Linked DNA regions of Salvelinus alpinus: region 2 is linked to region 1. A link is a contact called in public Hi-C data. All regions are on one chromosome and are shown on one strand. The core of a region is the stretch at or near the end of the contact, and the rest is flanking DNA. Distances in the headings are between cores, read along the strand shown.

Region 1 (3,545 bases), core at 996-3,495:
GGACAATTAGGCTTACTTTCCATTAGAGGTAGATTTTTTTGTGCTAAGTACAACTGAGATGGAATTGCCTATGATTAAAAAAGTTATTTAATCTAACATATGCAGGTATTTCAAGATCGATATTTTGATGTGCAACCTATAGAATCCAGAATGATCAGAATTTATTTTGGGCTCTTCAGAGATGGATTTGCTGACATCTTTGTGCATATGCCTAGGCTATATTATTAGCCTATTCACTACCTGAGGAAGTGTGAACTCAAAACACTTAGCAGGTAGGCCAACTAAATATGATATTGTTGCTAGATAGATTAATCAATTAGTCTACATGGCTATCAGTAAATGTAATGCCCTACAAGACTTCCCAGTGCTAGGTCTAGGCTACTTGATGTAGGCCTATTAAGTGCAAATGGAGAGCTCTGCTTCACGGGCACTTCAAAACCATACTACATAGCCTACTCTGGTTGTAAAGTGGTGCCATGAACCCAATATACATTAAATACTCACAGAAAGCTGTGACTGCTGTCTGTAACTTGAACAGTAGTTACTTTGAAAACGTTATTTTTCCACAATTGCATTTTGAACAATTGTCATTTGCTTTTGCGTATAATATATCTATACCTCCTCTGTATGCACAGTGGGGAGAGAGAGTGAAGAGTGGCTTGCACACACAGCAGCCGACAGTAAAACAGGTACAGGCAGATACTTTTATAGCAGGATTCATAATGCATAGATTATTACTGTTGACCAAATAATGGTTTTTCGAACAAACAGAACAAAATCACAGAAAATTATGAGCCAAGGAAAATACTTCGATAAGAGGAGGGCAATGTCAGTAGGTTAATTTTCTGTTTATTGTCCTAGCTTTATGTTAACATCCTAAGGGCGATGTCCACAACCCAGTGGAAATCGAATTTGCATAAGACTGTTAAGTGCCAAAGGGCACTTAATAAGGGCACATGTAAAAAAATATATATAATACATACATAGTATATATATATAATGTATGTATGTATTTTTTTTTTTTTTTTTACATGTGCCCTTAGGCAACAAATTCTTTTTTTAAAGGAAGTTTGTTCTTAAGTGTCTGTCATACATACAATACATATATATATATATTGTATGTATGACAGACACTTCAGAACAAACTTCCTTTTGATTTTTTTGAGGGGGGACTACCTGTTGTTCCATGTAGTGAATATGTTATTCAGCGCGTTTGTATGTGCTAATACCAGTAAGGCCAAATAAATATTGATCATTTATTTTCTATATTTAGCTAAAATTCTAAGCCTAATTTCAGTTTGTGACAAAACAAGCAGCGTAGATAATCAGTGTACCATCTAAACCACTGAAATATTTTCAATAACCAAAAATATGGTATTTTCAGCTGTTTGAAGCTGGTGTGCAAAATCAAAAGTAAAAGACGCAAAAACTAAACTTAAGGCGAAGCGTAGAAAATGGCGCACACAGCAGATCTACCGCGTCTTAGACTTGCTTTCAACGACACAGATCTAGAACTACATTTATATGTGAATTTGCTCGGGTTGAACCAAAAAAGTTCGATACTGCAGCGACCATAAGAGTCGACTAGCTGTGTAGTTAGCTAGTTAGCAACCACTAACGTCTCAGCTGGGACAACACTTAGCGGATGGTTTGAGAGTAACATTTGCTCACTAGCTAATAATAACAACAAAAAACGTATTTTCGATATGGAATCTTTTTCAGTGTGTTTTATTTTACCGGACGCGTGCCTGAAAAACATGTTGACTATCAGAAAAAAAGAATGACCACACATCTGTCCGGCCTCGGGCGCCATCACGCTAGTTAACGTTACCTACGTTAGTTTAATTCATGCTCAAATTCAAATCCCAACGTTGCCTACTGTCATAACTATAAAGTTACAAGCCAGTCACAGCTTTCTGTCGAGCCACAATCAGTTGAAATGTCTTTCATCATCATCATTTAGCCACTCCAGGTCTCAGGCAGCGAAAACATGCACAACATTGGATCTGGTCACACACCGTTGCTAGCGTTAGATGAACACTCAACTGGCAAACATTATTTCAGCTAGATAGCGAAGCTAAACCATTTACAGAAAACAATATCCTCACCCAAATATTGGATTCGGACTGCTGGGGAATCCGGGATCACCTCCTGATATTAAACCCACTGTGTCATGGGTATATTTCTCGGGAGAGAAACGTATTCGGAAGAAAAAGATTACGCTCCCCGACACACAAGCAGGGTGAAACGCATGAATGTGACGTTTAGTCCGGTTTGCGCGCAGGACATGTGTACGTGAGGCTTGGATTCTGGGAGCTGGAGTTTTAGTGAGACATCGCAGTCTAGTTGAAATGTAAATATTTTGTAATTATACATACTTATACAGACATTTTAGAAGGATCTATGAGGTTATTGGGGGACATTTGATGTGTTTTATTATTTCTGAAGTCAATTTAAGTTTGTTGATGTTTTTTATTGTCCCTGTGCTGTGTTTTATCTAGGCCTATTCTAATGCTATTACGGTACAATTGATCCACTGTTCAAATGTTTATTTAAATTTTATTTCATACAATTTATATTTTTGTGTTTAAATAGATTCGAAGGAACGGACCTTCTCATGCAACAGCCTGCATTGTTATATAATATACTGTACCATTTATTGTTATCTATAAATAAAATCAAACAACGATCATGTTTTAAGACAAGGAGTTTTTGCTTTGTTATGGTGTTAATTGATTTGAGCGCAGTGATGGGTTGTTATCTGTGTGTCCAACGAAGTAACTCAAGCAGAGAGAATCTCTTTGTGGTGTATGTAGCTCATGGCCTGTATTGTATTTTTTACTTAAGTCCACAAGTGACCCCTTGTGGGTACTGGATGAAATACAACTTTTGCAATCATGATTGTGCAATGACATTTTAACCAGGCAGTGTAAATATATAGGAAATACTTGAAATGAGGGATACAAAGTATATTGAAAGCAGGTGCTTCCACACAGGTGTGTTTCCTAAGTTAATTAACATCCCACCATGCTTATTTATAAAAATGCCCAGTTGGCTACCATGGCTAGAAGAAGAGATCTCAGTGAGTTACCATGGCTAGAAGGGGTCTCAAAGGAGCATAGGGGGTTAAAAGTGTGTGTGCGTGTATGTGTGTGCATGTGCGTGGGTGCCTCGGTCACTAGATCTCAACCCAATTGATCACTTAGGAGAGATTCTGGAGTGGTGCCTGAGACAACGTTTTCCACCACCATCAACAAATCACCAAATAATTAAAATTCTCGTGGAAGAATGATGTCGTATCACTCCAATAGAATTCCAGACACTTGTAAAATCTATGGCAAGGTTCATTGAAGCTGTTCTGGCTGCTCGTGGTGGCCCAATGCCCTATTTAGAAACGTTATGTTGGTTTTTCCTTTATTATGGCAATTACCTGTATGTTGCTGTATGTAGCTTCTGTAATCATTCAACCCAACTGCTTTTATAGAATACTGAAACAGATTAAATTGACAGGTTGACTGGTCATCACATTTTCATGAACCTCTGAA
Region 2 (3,232 bases), core at 494-2,993, 260 kb before region 1:
GTTTTTGGGTGTAGATTACTTCCAGACTACCTTAAAAATGTTGCGTGCTGCTGCTGTTGGTTGAGTTTAAACTGTTGTGCGGTGCCAGTGGGGAACCGGTGGAACAATGAGTCTGAGCCATTGACTGTTGGTGCCTGCCATCCTGAATAGAACACACACATCCCATCATCATTACCATCATCCACCCCATCCCAGTGCCCTGCAGCGACACTCACTGCCTTGCCTGACTGGCACCCACATTAACATAGTAGGCTACTGCTGCCTGCCTGCGTCTCCTCCCCTTATGTCTAGGACACGATTAGGCTACAGCAGACGGCATTCTTCAATTTGCTCACACAGACCGACTCAGAGACGGACCTGTCTGTACAGCCGACGAGTCAGTTAAAAGGGTCATATGTTGTCATTCCTTTTGGTAGAGGTTTGTAGACTTTGGGGAGGGAAGGTAGTCTTCTGTCTCCTTTCCACACCCACGTATAGATAAAGAGAAGTTGCATTCTCTTTATTCTGTCATTTGGATGATGTTTTACAATTAAGCTTCGGTCTCTCTTCTAAATAAATTTAGCTACATTTAATCAGATGGTAGGATCCCTATTAGTCTACGCGATCAGGCTGAATGTATCAACAGGAAAAGTTACACATTTTCCCAGCACAAGAAATATATAAACTATAGGCTAGGCCCCATAGTTAGCCTACAGTAGCCTAATGGAACAGGAAACCTCTTTCAAATAGTGGTGTGCCAGTCCAGACGATTAGCCTATGTTAATCAAATCAAATGAAATGTTATTGGTCACATACACATATTTAGCAGATGTTATTGCGGGTGTAGTGAGATGCTTGTAGGTTCCAATTTAAAATGTGATATGATCATGTGGAAGTAGCCTACTCAGGCAAACTGAGATTAGGAAACTACTAGTGTAGGCCTATAATTTGTTGATTGGCAACAGTCACCAGTCTCTGACATGATAGACAGGGTAGACAACCCAAGTGTGGGATATTATCAAAGAAAAAATACAACTAAACGTTTTGTACAATAACAGTGAACTTTTCCATGATGAGTAGCCTAATGTGTAATAAATAAATAGGTAACCCATGTCAGATGTATTTCACAGGGAAATAACTGTGACCAGAGGGAGGCAGTAGTTGGTTGAGACCAGGGGAAAAAGGTTGAGACGTGCAACTAGGTTACCCACCATTTAAAGGGAAACATAATAATAATAATAGCCTAATAACAATAACAACAATATGGCTGTATTCTAATTGTTATTATAATACCAACAATATTATTATGTGTCGTGTTATTATTAGTATTAGCCTACTATTATGATCAATGTCAATCATAGTTAGCCTATATTTATGCCCACTGCATTAATGTGATCATATGGCGCAAAGTAAATAAAAGGTAAAACAAATAATGTTTGGTCAAATATTACCCTGAGGCAACCCTTATCTCTCTTGCAGAGAGAGAGAGAGAGAGAGTGTTTCATTTATATAGTAAAAAAGCCATTATAGCTCCATTTTTTTCCCCCCCTCACGTGATCTTTTCGCCTTGTTTTGACATTTTGTTACTTTGTAACTTCTGGAAATTGAAACTTTTCCTCGCCCAACGATTTCTCTGTATGCAAGCTACTTGATCTCTTGTTTGCGCAAGACAATCATTTTTTTTAAGCGACAGGGTGTCTAGACAACCACGTGACGGGGCGCGCCAATGCGCACTGGAGACACAGCTAAGAGCACCGAGAGTCAGAAAGAGATAGCGAGTGAGAGAAGGCAAGGGCACTTGAGCTATTCGAGTCATTCGCAGACCTTTTCTGAAGATCGCATCACTTCTTTGTCCAACTCACTTTATTCCTCCGACTACAGAAATCCATTCAAAAAAAAAGTGGCTGGATTAATTTATCAAGGGATGTTTAGATATATAGGCTGTAGGTAATTATTGTAATCAAGACTCTGTTCAGTATTCAATCGGAAACGCAACTACTCTACTCGGGGTAGATTTCCGTCTGGCACTTCAGCGGCTCCAGTTTTGGATTTGCTCATTCGCTTTGGATCTGTTTGGAGGATCCTTTCCTTCTCTCGTAACGTCTAAATCTATGTTGAAGATCACATCATGTGCAGACGGTTATGATATTTAGAAGATAGGGGATAAAACATACACACTGGCCTTTGTTAAAGCCTTTTTTTGCTCTCGGATCAAGGGCTGTGTGGATTATTTTTTTTCTAAAGAAAACGGACGAGCTTCGTTTTTTTTCATGGATATATAATTCTAGAATTTTACCAGGATATTTAGCCTACTGGCTCAGACTACCACAAAAATCCTACTCATAACCATATGCGCAAAGTAATGTTACAATGTTTTTCGTTATACATAGCATACTGATGGAATGGAACGAATGTAGCGTTTAATGTTCACAGTAGCCTAGCTCTACATTGTAACAATTTCTCTATGCTGCTATTTTGTATTCTAGATGCTCAGCGTTCCTACATTGACATTAAGGTTTATGTTTCGATATAGCTGTATATTAGTAGTAGGACTATTATAGTGTTATAATACCGTTAAGGTGATGGTTAATTTCTCCTTACAGAGAAGGTTACTATCACGGCAGGAGCCTTGATTTTTTTTTTGTGAGGTTTAGTTTTGAGAAAATTAGACTGGCGTATGCTACAGATTTTCTTTGCTTCTCCACCTCCCAGTTTCTCCATAATAATATATCAGGCTGCTTGTCGTTGCCTGGACTCGGATCCCGGAATCTTCATGATTTGCGGACATCATGCTCGTTTTTTAGCCGGGAAACCCTCTTTTCGTCCCGCATGTTTAGGACCAAACGAACGGGGCTCGTCCGGCGACTCTGGAGGAGCCGTGCGCCCGTCGTGGGCGACGGGGAGGCGGATACACGAACGCATGGATCCGGGGGTTGCTGTATGGGTAAATCGACGAAGGTTGCCGGGAAAACTAGCGCCGGAACGGAGGCTGAATTAAAAGCCCTGACCCACTCGATACTGAAAAAAATCAAAGAGAAACAATTAGAGGGGCTCTTGCAAGCGGTGGAGTCAAAGGGGGGTGCGCGGAGCCCCTGCCTGCTCCTACCCAGCAAAGTGGACACCAAACTGGGTCAGCAGTCTTATTCCCTCCCCTTGCTGCTCTACAAAGTGTTTCGGTGGTCGGACCTCAGGCATTGCTCGGAATTAAAAAGGCTATCTTGCTGTGAATCCTATGGGAAAATTAACCCAGAAC

What was found. A called contact is a pair of places that touch in the nucleus more often than the background predicts.
Region 2: a Hi-C map of red muscle shows a contact between it and region 1, with 10 times the contacts expected there. The contact joins the promoter of LOC139543581 here to the promoter of LOC139543579 in region 1. A contact is called at or near these places in 2 of 3 Hi-C or Micro-C datasets (muscle and red muscle).

What each region holds. Positions count from the first base shown.
Region 1 is chr18:5,267,245-5,270,789 of SLU_Salpinus.1, reverse strand. LOC139543579 (CBP80/20-dependent translation initiation factor-like) reads right to left here and starts at 2,245. Exons shown (of 13, transcript XM_071349791.1): 1 at 2,109-2,245.
Region 2 is chr18:5,529,694-5,532,925 of SLU_Salpinus.1, reverse strand. LOC139543581 (mothers against decapentaplegic homolog 7-like) reads left to right here and starts at 1,743. Exons shown (of 4, transcript XM_071349794.1): 1 at 1,743-3,232. The coding sequence starts at 2,809.